3 separate regions of the Pan troglodytes genome follow, and regions 2 and 3 are each linked to region 1. Evidence: chromatin contacts called from public Hi-C and HiChIP or PLAC-seq data. All regions are on one chromosome and are shown on one strand. The core of a region is the stretch at or near the end of the contact, and the rest is flanking DNA. Distances in the headings are between cores, read along the strand shown.

Region 1 (4,100 bases), core at 891-3,390:
ACACTTCTTCACAGAAGAGCCCTGTCCCTCGGCACCCATTGGGGCTCAAGGCCATGTGCCCAGCCTGATAGACACCCAGTGCCCTGGGCTCTCTGCAATGGCAGCCACAGAAGCTGTGGTGTGGTCACCTCTGTGCACACATGGAGAAGCACCTGGACAGGTCAGTCAGGACAGACTCTCAGGTGAGTGGACTCAGCTGTGAACAACCTGAGTCTGTGAACCCCTGAATTAACAGCACAGCTGGGACGACATACTCAGAGTTTTACGCTAAAGCATGAGGTTAGTGGTGAGGCTGCAGCCGGAGGGTGCGAAGTGCTCCAAGCTGTGTTGGGGATGGGGGAGGCAGCCATCCGGCAGGGTCCCAGACCCTACAGAAAGCTGATGCACCCCAGGTCCCCTCTGTGCTTTTACCTCCCAAGAATCATGAGAAGAAGAGGGGAAGTGACGTAGGAGATGGGATTTCCCTGAGGAGAAACGCACCGAGACAGTCGGGACCGTAGGTTCCTGGAGAGCAGCACACTTTCAGTGTCTTCACACAAAACCACTCGAATAAGTCAGGATATTCGCTCTTCCTGAGGATGGAGGAAAACATTCACTGAATCCCAGCAGACACGGTTCTTTAAAACAAATATGCAGCTGAACGTAACATATGCTCTGGAGTATTGTAAGGTCCAGGAAACATGAGTCTAGGTGTGGACAGAATCTTGTCCTTAATTTCCTGGTTTTGATCGCTGACTCTGGTGATAAAAAACGGTAATGCAGGGGTAAGGTGGGTGCGAGGCAGGTGGGAGCTCCATACTGTTCCTGTACCTTTCTAAGTCTGAGGTTATTTCAAATTCTAAGTTGGAAAATAAAAAGTATCTTCTAAGAGGTTTTAAGGCACTCACAGCTGCAGCCACCAGGCCTCCAGGTGCTCCTCCTGCGCCTCTAGCATCTGGTTGCATTCGAAGTCGCTGCTCTCGCACAGCCCCTCCAGGATCTCCAGCAGGCGAATCTCGCTGAAACACAGGCCCACACGGGCCCACCGTCAGCGCCTCCAAGGCAGTGAAGAAAAATCCGAACCAATACGCCAACCTAGGTGCAGGGGCCGGGGAGCCAGGACTCCGGGCACAGAGAATAAGGGGACCCCACTGTCAGGGGAAGCCAGGAGCGGTTCCCACAAGTGGGGCTGGTGTTCCAGTTTACATTTTGAAAAGCCAGTCTGTTGAGGGGGTAGGGACCAGAGCAGAAGCTGGAAGGCCAAGAGGGGCCAGCCATTAGTCCTCAGGGAGAAGCCGAGGTGACTCGGACGGGTGACTGGTGCCTCGGGGGCTGTTCTGTCTCCCTGTCATTAACACAGGCACCAAAGGCAGGACACGGCTTCCCAGGACAGCGCCAGGCCAAGACCCACAGGGGTGCTCCAGGGCACCCACCTGGACTCGTACTTGGACAGCGTCTTTTCCTCCCAAGCCGTGTTCCCGCCGCCAAAGTTCTTCTTTGCGGTGTCCACCATCCCCTGCGAGGAGACAGTGCCCATAGTGCTTGGTACCACCTGACCCGGGTCCAGGGTGGGGGCGACCCCAGGTCGAGGGTGAGGGGACTCCAGGCCCACGGTGGCGTCGACCCTGGTTCCACGGTGGGGGTGGATCCGGGTCAAGGGTGAGGGGGACTCCAGGACCACGGTGGAGGGACTCTGGATCGACGGTGAGGGGGACCCCGGGCCCACGGTGGGGGCGACCCCGAATCCAGGGTGAGGGGGACCCCGGGTCTAGGGTGAGGGGGACCCCGGATCCAGGGTGAGGGCGACCCCGGGCCCAAGGTGGGGCGACCCCGGATCCAGGGTGAGGGGGACCCCGGGCCCAAGGTTGACGACCCCGCCCGGCCCCTTCCCACCTGGTTAAACTTGTCCACCAGCCCCCGGCACCGGTGGCAGGGCGTCGGCTTCTTGGCGGCCTCCGGCGCGGGCGGCAGCAGCAGCAGAAGCGGCAGGAGCCCCAGCGCGGCCCGGCGCGGCAGGCGCATGGCGGGTAGCGCTGCGGGAAGACGCAGCCGGAGCTCCAGGTCCTGCGGCCGTGCTGCTCCGGCCTCCCGGCCGCCCACCCGCTCCCAGCCGCGCCGGCCGGTCCCCCAGGCTACTTGACGGCGCCGGCGAGGCCCCGCCCCACCCGCCAGCCCCGCGCCGCTATTGGTTGATGGGACCCGCCCCGGCCTGATGTGGCCCAATCCGAGTCCGCCACGAGAGGCGACCAATGGGAAGGTCCCGGATCAGCGGCCGCCAGGAGTCCGGGGGCGGGGCGTGCAGGTCCGACCCCGCCTCCCGCTCCCCGCCCCTCGCGCGCAGCCCGCTGCGGCCATCTTTACTCAGGGCACAGAGGGTCTCTGCGGCCGTAGCGGCTGGGGCTGCGGTAGCCACTTTAGATTTGGGCAAGGACTTTAGATTCGGGCTCTGTTCTGTTTCCGCCGTCCCGCTTCCTGCCGAGGCTGGCCCAGGCAGCCGCGCTTCGAAGGACGCCGCCGGGAGCTGCGGAGGTCAGTGCGCGCTGCCGCGACCGGGGCCTTCAGGCGGGCGCGCGGCGAGACCAGGGAGGAGGCGGGCGAGGGCGCGACCCGAGCTGGCGCTGGCGCTGGATTCCTGAGGCCTCACCGCGCATGTCCACGCGTCACAGCCCTGTGCTCCTTACCTGGGGCTGCGCCCCTCACTTGGGGCCGGGCTCCTCACCTGGGGGCCAGACCTGTCACCCGGGGGCTGGACCTCTCACCCGGGGGCCGGACCTCTCATCCGGGGGCCCGACCTCTCACCTGGGGCTGGACCTCTCACCTGGGGCTGGACCTCTCACCTGGGGCCGGGCTCCTCACCTGGGGCTGGACCTCCCACCTGGGGCTGGACCTCCCACCTGGGGCTGGATCTCTCACCTGGGGCTGGACCTGTCACCTGGGGGCCAGATCTCTCACCCCGGGGCTGGACCTCTCACCCGGGGGCCGGACCTCTCATCCGGGGGCCCGACCTCTCACCTGGGGCTGGACCTCTCACCTAGGGCCGGGCTTCTCACCTGGGGCTGGACCTCCCACCTGGGGGATGGGTTTTTCACCTGGGGGCTGGACTTTCCAGCTGGGGCTGGGGTCCACTTAGGGTCTCTGGGGGCTGGGGATCTGCATTTCTACAGGCGCTTGAGGTGATGAACACTCGCTCATGTTCAGGAACCCTTGGTTTAAATTAGGGGAAATAAAACGTGCAGCGTCTGGATTTCAGAGAACTCCTGCCTGTGGAAGGAAGGACTGCACATTAAAAAAAAAAAAAAAAAAAGTAACATCTGATTTGACCAGTTTCTTTTCTGTTTTTTTTGAGACGGAGTCTCACTTTGTCGCCCAGGCTGGAGTGCAGTGGCGCGATCTCAGCTCACTGCAAGCTCCGCCTTCCAGGTTCCTGTGATTCTGCTGCCTCAGCCTCCTAAGTTGGGATTACAGGCACCCACCACCAGGTCCGGCTAATTTTTGTATTTTTAGTAGAGACGGGGTTTCACCATGTTGGCCAGGCTGGTCTCGAACTCCTGACCTCAAGCGATCTGCCTGTCTCAGCCTCCCAAAGTGCTAGGGTTACAGGCGTGAGCCACCATGCTTAGCCTGATTTGATCAATTTCGGTAGAGGCCTTAAAATCTGGATTGATGGGGACACGAGGGTCTTTGCAGGTCATTCCCTAATCTGAGATGCCATTGTTCTGTAAACCACCATTTTAAAGTGTCATGGCCTGGGCCCGTTTTAACCTGTGGGTGCTCCCGAGGCACCCGTCACTTAGATTAGCCACAGCTGCTGACCAGCTGCCCAGCAGAGTGGGCTAGTGCAGAACAGTGTCCATTCACCCTCGCCTGGTGGGGGGTTTGTCGTGGTTTTCGTGCTTGCTGGTGTCGACTTGGTCTTCCCGTGCTCCTGGCAGAGATTCCAGACTCACCCTTGGTCTTCTCATGCCTTCGAAAGTGAGCTGTGCTGGTCATCAGCAGAAGGCACACCTTGTTGGGTCTGAGGAGGTGCTGGGGGCCCACCAGGAGTGTCAGAGTCAGCACGTAATGTTTTCACCCCACAGCTGAACTCTTCCTTGCTGGGGAAATCCCCTGGGTGGAGAGGT
Region 2 (4,100 bases), core at 1,010-3,509, 330 kb before region 1:
GAGTTTGAGGCTGTGGTGAGCTACAATTGCGCCACTGCACGCCAGCCTGGCTACAGAACGAGACCCTGCCTCTCTTTAAAAAAAAAAAAAAAAAAAAAAAAGATTATATATATATATATATATATAGACGTAAGCATCTTATTTACAGAAATGGAGTGATTGACCTTAGTGTAAGAAGACGTGTGGCTAACAGTAGCCGCAGAGACACACCGAATGAAGGGAACTGTGGATCTGTTTACCTGGCTTGGGAGTTGGTTGGTGCCTTATTCTCCACTGTTTATTCATCCCACAGGTGAACAGTGGTATAGCAGCCACTCCAGCCTCTGCTGCAGCAGCCACCCTGGATGTGGCTGTTCGGAGAGGCCTGTCCCACGGAGCCCAGAGGTAAGCCTCACTTGGCCATCCTGAGCCTCTGACGGCAGGACCTGTGGGCACCCCTATCCTGGCTGGCCAAGCACAGAGAGTTCTGGGAATGGACTCTGGACAACATGAACACCTGTCCTGAGGCCAACTCTTCTTCCAGGCTGCTGTGCGTGGCCCTGGGACAGCTGGACCGGCCTCCAGACCTCGCCCATGACGGGTAGGACTCTCAGGTCTTGCATATGTCCAGCCATGCATGTGGACGGGCATGTGATGGATGTGTGCCTGGGCCCCAGGGTGACGGGTGGGTGGGGCACTGTGTGGTACTGAATGGAGCCTTCCTCAGCTGGGGTGTGGGAGAAGGGCTGCTGGAGGCAATGCCAGGTGGGTCTCCAGCACAGAGGCTCAGCAGTCACAGCACCCCTGCCCATGGCCCCGTGAATGCTCTTCCACCTCTGCCTCTGCGGTTTGGGCTCAGGAGGGTGAGCAGGGCCTTACACTTATGCACCTGTGTCCTGGAAGGAGGAGTCTGTGGCTGAACATCAGGGGCAAGGAGGCGGCTGCCCTATCCATGTTCCATGTCTCCACGCCACTGCCAGTGGTGAGTGACCATGCCATGTGGCAAGGCAGGTGCTGGGGAGCCCATGGATGTGTACAGCTGCTGTTTGCTGGCATTGTCATGATAGCAGGCCTCTGGTCCTTCCTGTCTCCCTGCTCCTACTCCAGGGGCCCTGAGATTGGGAGGTTGGGAGGCCAGAGCCAGCAGGTGTCCGTAGATGAGGAGCTGGGCTCTGCTGTCCCCACAGATGACCGGTGGTTTCCTGAGCTGCGTCTTGGGCTTGGTGCTGCCCCTGGCCTATGGCTTCCAGCCTGACCTGGTGCTGGTGGCGCTGGGGCCTGGCCATGGCCTGCAGGGCCCCCACGCTGCACTCCTGGCTGCAATGCTTCGGGGGCTGGCAGGGGGCCGAGTCCTGGCCCTCCTGGAGGAGGTAAGCTGGGCAGGGTGGAGGTGCTGCGGGGTGGGACGAGGGGAAGGACCAGTGGCTGCTTCCGTCTTCGCCCCTGGTCCAGGACTCCACACCCCAGCTAGCAGGGATCCTGGCCCGGGTGCTGAATGGAGAGGCACCTCCTAGCCTAGGCCCTTCCTCTGTGGCCTCCCCAGAGGACGTCCAGGCCCTGATGTACCTGAGAGGGCAGCTGGAGCCTCAGTGGAAGATGTTGCAGGTGAGGCTGACTGCGGAGGCATGGCCCTGCCCTGGGGCCTGGCTCTGCCGCAGAGATCGGTGGGGAGGGCAGGGCAGGGGAGTGCCCTGAACCAGCTCCAGCGCCGGAGGCCAACTGCGCGCCTCTTCTCGGCTCCTCCTGTAGTGCCATCCTCACCTGGTGGCTTGAAATCGGCCAAGGTGGGAGCATTTACACCGCAGAAATGACACCGCACGCCAGCGCCCCGCGGCCGCGATCCGGACCCCAAGCCCACGGCTCCCTCGACTCTGGGGCACGGAACCCCGCCCACTCCCAATCCCCGCGCCCCGCCCCTCCCCTCGCTTCCCCATTCGCCCCGCCCCCTCCCACCCGTGCTTCCCCCGCTCCACCCCTCACCTCACCTCGCCCCTGCCCCACCCATCGCGCCCCGGCCCGTCCCATCGAGGCCCATGCAACCCACCCTCGGTCCCATTCCGGCCCCTGCGCCCCGCTGCGCTTCGCTCCCCGCCCTTAAGCCGTTAGTAAACATCGGTCAAACGAAACGCTGGCTCTGCCTCCTTTACTGAGCACGCTCGGCCTGGGTCTCTCACCCGCGGGTGCCGGACTCAGGCCGGAAGTATGCCGCGGCCCAGGCCTCACCAACTTCACGCGCTGCCGGCGTTCCCGTGACGTATTTCCGGCGCGCCCGCCCTAGTGCTCTTCACACTGGCGCGGCTGTGACGCGACGGAGGCGGCGGGAGCGGCAGCCGTGGGCACTTTCCACGGGTGAGGCCTGGAGAACGGGTGGACGTGCAGGCCAGAACCCGGGACCCACCCTGCTGAGCCCCCAGACTCTCCGCTGCCCACGACCCTCGGAGTGGCACCCTCTCCTGGCCGTCTCCTCTCGTGGGTCCCGAAGAACGGGTGCAAAGCCGAGTTCCTCCGCTGTACTGCGCGGGCGCGCGTTTCGTTCTTCGGTTTTGCCACGGTTCTGTGACTCCCTAAAGGTTGAGGGCTACTGAATTAGAAGAAACGCCGAGCTGGCTTCTGCTGGGCTGCCAGGCAGCGTGCTTGGACTGGGGAGGGCAGGGCGTGTTTACTCTCAGTAGAGCAACCGCAAGATCTCCTTTAAAAATACCAGTTCTGAGCTTCGGCATTGGAGAGGCCGCCTGTCATTCAGCCTCTTCAGACCCTCTCTCACTCCCTGTCTTCCGGAGCGTGAGTGAAGCCCGGGTGAGGTGTTTTCCCACACGCCGGGGGCCCGGAGCTGAGAAGGGGCATGGCCAGCATCACGCAGCTGTTCGACGACCTGTGTGAGGCCCTCCTGCCGGCTGCCAAGACTCACCTGGGCCAGCGCAGTGTGAACCGGAAGAGGGCAAAGCGGAGCCTCAAGAAGGTGGCCTACAATGCTCTTTTCACAAATCTTTTTCAAGATGAGACTCAACAGCTGCAGCCTAACATGTCAAAACTACCAGCGAGAAACAAGATCCTCATGTTGTCCTTTGACTTGAGAGTGGGTGGCCTGGGCCCCAAGGCCGACCGTTTGGAGGAGCTTGTGGAGGAGCTTGAAGCAGCCCCTTGCTGTCCGCTTTTGGAGGTGGGGTCTGTTTTGGACCTCCTGGTTCAGCTGGCAGGGAGTGGTCCCCTTCAAGTTCTGCCGAGAAAACGAGACTACTTCCTTAACAACAAGCATGTGGGGAGAAACGTTCCGTACAGCGGCTATGATTGCGACGACCTGAGTGTGTTTGAGATGGACGTTCAGTCTCTGATCTCCAGAGAAGAGTGTTTGTGTCACAGCATGATCCAGGAAACACTTCAGGTTATGGAGGCTGCTCCAGGCACTGGCCTGCCCACCGTCGGGCTCTTCTCATTTGGTGACCCTTGTGGTGACAGGTTCGAGAGAGACACCCGGGTCTCGCTCTTCGGGGCCCTTGTGCACAGCCGCACTTATGACATGGACGTCCGACTGGGCCTGCCCCCCGTGCCAGACAATGCGGACCTCTCTGGGCTGGCTATTAAGGTAGAATGTTTAGTTTTTCCTGTTTCATCTCTCTCGGGGTTTGGAAAATGCTTCCTGTGACCTTTCTTCTTCTTCTTCTTCTTCTTCTTCTTTTTTTTTTTTTTTGAGACAGTGTCTCACTCTGTCACCCAGGCTGGAGTGCAGTGGCGAGATCTTGGCTCACCTTAACCTCCACTTTCTGGGCTCAAGCAATTCTCGTACCTCAGCCTCCCGAGTAGCTGAAATTACAGGCACCTGCCACCACGCCCGGCCTAATTTTTTTTTTTTTTTTTTGAGATGGAGTCTCGCTCTGTTGCCCAGGCTGGAGTGCGGTGGCGCGATCTCGGCTCACTGTAACCGCCGCCTCCCGGGGTCAAGTGATTCTCCTACCTCAGCCTCCCGAGTAGCTGTAGCTGGGATTTAGGTGCATGCCACCACGCCCAGCTAAGTTTTGTATTTTTAGTAGAGACGGGGTTTCACCATGCTGGCTAGGCTGGTCTTGAACTCCTGACCTCTTGATCCGCCTGCCTCGGCCTCCCAAAGTGCTGGGATTACAGGC
Region 3 (4,100 bases), core at 833-3,332, 290 kb before region 1:
TTAGAATGGGTTTTTCTATTTTTGCAAAAACTGTCATTGGTATTTTGATAAGGACTATACTGAATCTCTTCAAAGAGTACCGTTGTCTTTCTAATATTAAGTTATCCAACCCACGAGCAAGGGATGTTTCCATTTACTTATGTTTTCTTTATTTTCTTTATGTTTTTCAGTTTTCACTGTTCAAGTCTCTTCCTTCTCACAGCCACTTCAGACGTTAGCCTCAATCTCGGAGAACGGGTGAGGCCAGGGACCCCAGGACACGTGTGGGGATGACAGGCAGGGCCTGAGTAAAGGTCAAAGGACTCCTTAATTTTTAGGAGAAAATATATTCTAGCAGATCTCAGGTCTGAAAGCAGTGAGTTAATACTCAAGTCTTCAAACATAAAAAGTGTCTTCCAGCGACAGATTACTCTCATAAAAAAATTGTCTTTTTAACTTTAAAATATCACCAAAAATGAAAACATAAAGTTTAAGATGATCGCCAAAAAGAAAAACAAAAATAAAAATAAAAAATGCTCACAGGACAAGCAGGCCCCAGGCTGAGCAGCATTTCCACCACGTTCCAAGGGTCAGAAACGCTCCCGTGGGCGGCCGGTGCTGTCAACTCTAAGCAGGTCGCCGGGGGTGGGGAGGGAGAGCCAGGTTGCCCTCAGACACAGAACAGAACGGATTTGGAGACGGGGGAGTGAGGAAGACCCTCAGTCTGAGGAGCTTGCTTGGGAGATGGAGCCCCGGGGAAGGGATGCTGAGGGACCGAGGGGCATTTCAGGTGCTGGAGGGGGAGGTGATGAGAGCACAGGGAGGGGCCGGATGAGATGCGGGTTTAGCATTTCTCTGAACATAAAATGTACACTTGTGGGTATTGTTTTCCTAGTCATTCACAAAAGCAGTAAAGAATATGGAGTAAGTACATTGTTTAGTAGAAAAGAGCAGAACAGACCCAAGCGCTGTCTATACACAGGAGGCAGGTGGCGCGTGCACGGCTCCCCGGTGGGCCTGGCGGCATCTGGACCCAGATCCTGCCTTATTAGAACACCTATGTGCCCCCCCACAGAAATCTAAACGATGCCCACCTCACTTCGGGGTTAAAAAGGGCTGCCCGCAGGGAAGTCAGGGACAGGCCTCCGTGAAGTCAGTCGCAGAGCGAGGCTGCTGGACGAAGCGGCCCGCCCCACGAGCGATCGGAGGAAGGCTGGGGACCTGCGGGGTTAGGGTTAGCCTAACCTCTCATCCCGGCTCCCGCCCCTGGGTTTGGAGCCCCAGCGAACGTCGGTAAACATGAGCGGCGTCCCTGGTGGAGCTGACTCCAAGGTCCTCGGCGGGTTGATAAGCACAGGGCGCGGGCGGCTGCCAGCACCGCGCTCCCGCGGGTGCAGGGGAGGCCCCACTTGGCAGTAGCCGCCGGACGCCCCCAACACCGCGCCGGGCGGAGGGAAGGGGCGCCCCGGCGGGGAGGACCCACCCGCGCCCCTCGCCCGCCCCGGCCCACCTGGAGAAGGGCGTGGGCCCGGCGCCCTTGAGCTGCAGCTCCCAGCGCTCGCCGGTCGCCGTGCACACCTCGCCCAGGTACATGGCAGCGCCGTCGCCCAGCTGCCCGGCGAACTGGCCGAACTGGTGGCCGCAGTAGCAGTGCGCGGCGGGCTCGGCGCCCGGCAGGAGCGCGTTGCCGCTGAAGAACAGCGCGGCCTCGGCCTCGGCCTCGCGCGCGGGCGGCGCGCCCAGGCCCAGCAGCGCCAGCGCGGGCTCTGACAGCGCCACGAGGCGCGGCTGCCGCAGCGGGGTGGGCTGCACGCGGGTGAAGCAGGCCCCGGGCACGGGCCGCGGCGCGGACGGGGCGCCCTCGGGACCGGGCGGCGGCGTCTCCACGGGCAGCGCGCGCAGGGCGCGGTTGTCGAAGCGTAGCCCCGCCAGCCAGCGAGGCGCGGGCTCCATGGCGGCGCCCGACAACGTAGAGCGGGGCGCCGGCGACGGGGAACAGCGGCTGAGGGGCAAGAGTCGGGCAGCCGCGAGCGAAGCCCCGAGCGCTGCCCTGTGTGCGGCCATCCGCGGCGCCGCTCCCGCCGGAAGCCAGCCTGCCCCTCCCGGAAGCCCCGCCCCGCGCGCCCCGCAACCCAATCGCCAGTGGGCGAGAGTGGGGCGGGGGGGGGAGGGGTCGCGGTGTCTGGCCGGGCTCTAATTGGCTGCCTCGTCCGTCTATCCGCATCTCCCGGCCGGAGGGTCGGAGGCGTCCGGGGTGGCTGTCGGCGTCACGGGGCGCGCGCTGCTGCGAACGGGGTGACAGGTGGGAACGCCTCCGAGACCGCCAGCGACGACCCCGCTCGGGCAGCCCCGGATTTCCTCGGCTGCACCGGCGCCGGCAGCGGGGACCGAGGCCCGCGTCCGTTCGGGTCGGGCCGGGGCTTAGCCCCGCGCCCCACGGGCGGCCGGGACCCCACCCGGACCCCGCCGCGGTTCTGGGCCGCCGAAGCCTCGCGCCGCCTCTCGGGGACCTTGTCCCCTGGCCTCCGGCCTCTCGGGCCCCTCGCCTGCCGTCTAGGAGGGAAGGGGCCTTGGACCTGTGCCCCGCCCATGGAACAGCGCCTGGGCTCGGAGAGGCCCCGCGAGGCCGCAGGCGCAGACCCTCCCGGAGGGCTGGGCGGGCACCGGGGTCTTCGGCTGGCTTGAGGGACACGACCCCTGGGGGAGGAATTTGGGGTCTGTGTGTCCGAATGAACGCGGGGGTTCAGATGAGTCTGTGGTGCCCCCGCTTTCCATCTCCTCCGGCCCCGGCCCCAGAGGACTGAGAGGCCGGTGGCCGCGGATCCTGGACGCGCCTCCCTCCTGCCTGTGGTTTCCCTTTATTCCGGCAGCGGCGCGAGCCCACCGTTCACATACAGGAGCTACATCCAGAACCTTCTCCTGGGGCCACAGCGTGGGCTTCCGAGACTCTGCGTGACCCCAGCTCTGCCCCTTTGGGGCTGCGGGTGAAGCCCTCAGGACCCTCTGCGTGCGTTGGGCAGGTGACTGGATGAGGGATGTGGTGAGGTTCCCGTGCCCAACCCACCTCTGCAGCCCACAGCAACCGTTCCCTCTTCAGCAGCCCCCTCCCCCCGGCCGCTCTGGGCGCCCGTTCCCAGCATCCTCCTTGGCAGGTGTTACCCCTCCCCATTCCCCAGGCCCTGGGCCCTCCTGATCTGTCTCCTCGACCCCCCGGGGCCCCAGTCTGGCTCAGTCTGGTCCACACTCTGGAATCTGGTGGGACTGGGTATGGAGGGTCTTGAGTGTCAGCAGGCCACCTGCGTCCCACCTGGTGGGTGAGAAGGGTCCCACAGGTCAGCATGGAGGGACAGTGACTCTGTCTCTTCTGCTGGAAACCAGGCAAGTTCCTTCCCCCAGGGCCCCGGCAGGGCCACGAGTACCCGCTGCACTGGAGCACGGGGGAAGAGGCAGGGATCCTTCATTACTTGAACCCCATTTTCACACGTCACAAAACAGGAGTTTCCAAAATTAGAATTTATTTCAGTTTCTAAGGAATGAATCCCCGAGTGTGGCAGGAAGGACACAGCCGGCTCCTGACGCACACCTGATTTGATTCAACACTGAGTCGGCACAGACACAACCAGAGATGGCCTGGGTCCAGGCTGGGGCTGCACGGGCCGTGTCCTGGACAGCCAGGAGGGAGGCCCCGCACACAGACGGCCGCCGGGCAGGGGGCCTGAGCGGGACAGGCCTGGCCACAGCCCATGTCCTTGGCCTTCCACATAGGTGCACACATTGTCTGTCCAGAGAGGGCCAAGACACCCCAGGCACCCCTTTGCTCCAGGGGCTCAGGACACAGGCTCCCAGCTGAGGCCACGCCTGGACCCAGAGCTGATGTTTGGCTGCACGCGAGCCCACTCGGGACAGACCCAAGAACACGAATTCTGTCCCTCTGGATTTAAGGCTGGTGTTTTTTGACATTTACTTCAGTTTTTCTCTTTGAAATTAAAATTACCTGAGTAAAAGATTTTAAGACATTAAAAAAGCCAAAAACACAGAATCCCTGCAGGCAGACGGTACCAGGGAGGTGGCGGCCAGGGCCAGGATGCCAGGGGCACGGTGGGGTCGGCTGGAGCTCCAGG

Evidence for each region. Hi-C and Micro-C count contacts between places; a contact is called where the count stands out from the background. HiChIP or PLAC-seq counts read pairs in DNA pulled down with a chosen protein or histone mark.
Region 2: a contact with region 1 is called in an H3K4me3 HiChIP or PLAC-seq map of stem cell-derived excitatory neurons, with 2.3 times the contacts expected there. The contact joins the promoter of TUBGCP6 here to the promoter of CRELD2 in region 1. A contact is called at or near these places in 1 of 7 Hi-C or Micro-C datasets (stem cell-derived neural progenitor cells) and 1 of 1 datasets of contacts at active chromatin or transcription factors (stem cell-derived excitatory neurons).
Region 3: a Hi-C map of stem cell-derived neural progenitor cells shows a contact between it and region 1, with 2.3 times the contacts expected there. The contact joins the promoter of SELENOO here to the promoter of CRELD2 in region 1. A contact is called at or near these places in 3 of 7 Hi-C or Micro-C datasets (blood, induced pluripotent stem cells and stem cell-derived neural progenitor cells), 1 of 1 datasets of contacts at active chromatin or transcription factors (stem cell-derived excitatory neurons) and 1 of 1 other capture datasets (stem cell-derived neural stem cells).

What each region holds. Positions count from the first base shown.
Region 1 is chr23:52,033,981-52,038,080 of NHGRI_mPanTro3-v2.0_pri, reverse strand. It overlaps CRELD2 (cysteine rich with EGF like domains 2), which reads right to left and starts at 2,140. Exons shown (of 10, transcript XR_010156186.1): 1 at 1,873-2,140; 2 at 1,413-1,495; 3 at 888-998; 4 at 481-572. ALG12 (ALG12 alpha-1,6-mannosyltransferase) reads left to right here and starts at 2,250. Exons shown (of 10, transcript XM_009438650.4): 1 at 2,250-2,508.
Region 2 is chr23:52,367,719-52,371,818 of NHGRI_mPanTro3-v2.0_pri, reverse strand. It overlaps TUBGCP6 (tubulin gamma complex component 6), which reads left to right and starts at 2,259. Exons shown (of 25, transcript XM_024352557.3): 1 at 2,259-3,562. The coding sequence starts at 2,822. It overlaps HDAC10 (histone deacetylase 10), which reads left to right. Exons shown (of 20, transcript XM_515218.9): 15 at 293-384; 16 at 524-580; 17 at 883-961; 18 at 1,167-1,349; 19 at 1,432-1,584; 20 at 1,729-2,105. The coding sequence ends at 1,752.
Region 3 is chr23:52,322,039-52,326,138 of NHGRI_mPanTro3-v2.0_pri, reverse strand. It overlaps SELENOO (selenoprotein O), which reads right to left and starts at 2,082. Exons shown (of 9, transcript XM_063807748.1): 1 at 1,490-2,082. The coding sequence starts at 2,043. It overlaps LOC134809677 (a long non-coding RNA gene), which reads left to right and starts at 2,213. Exons shown (of 2, transcript XR_010155990.1): 1 at 2,213-2,999; 2 at 3,503-3,942. It overlaps TRABD (TraB domain containing), which reads right to left. Exons shown (of 10, transcript XM_016939469.4): 10 at 3,478-4,100.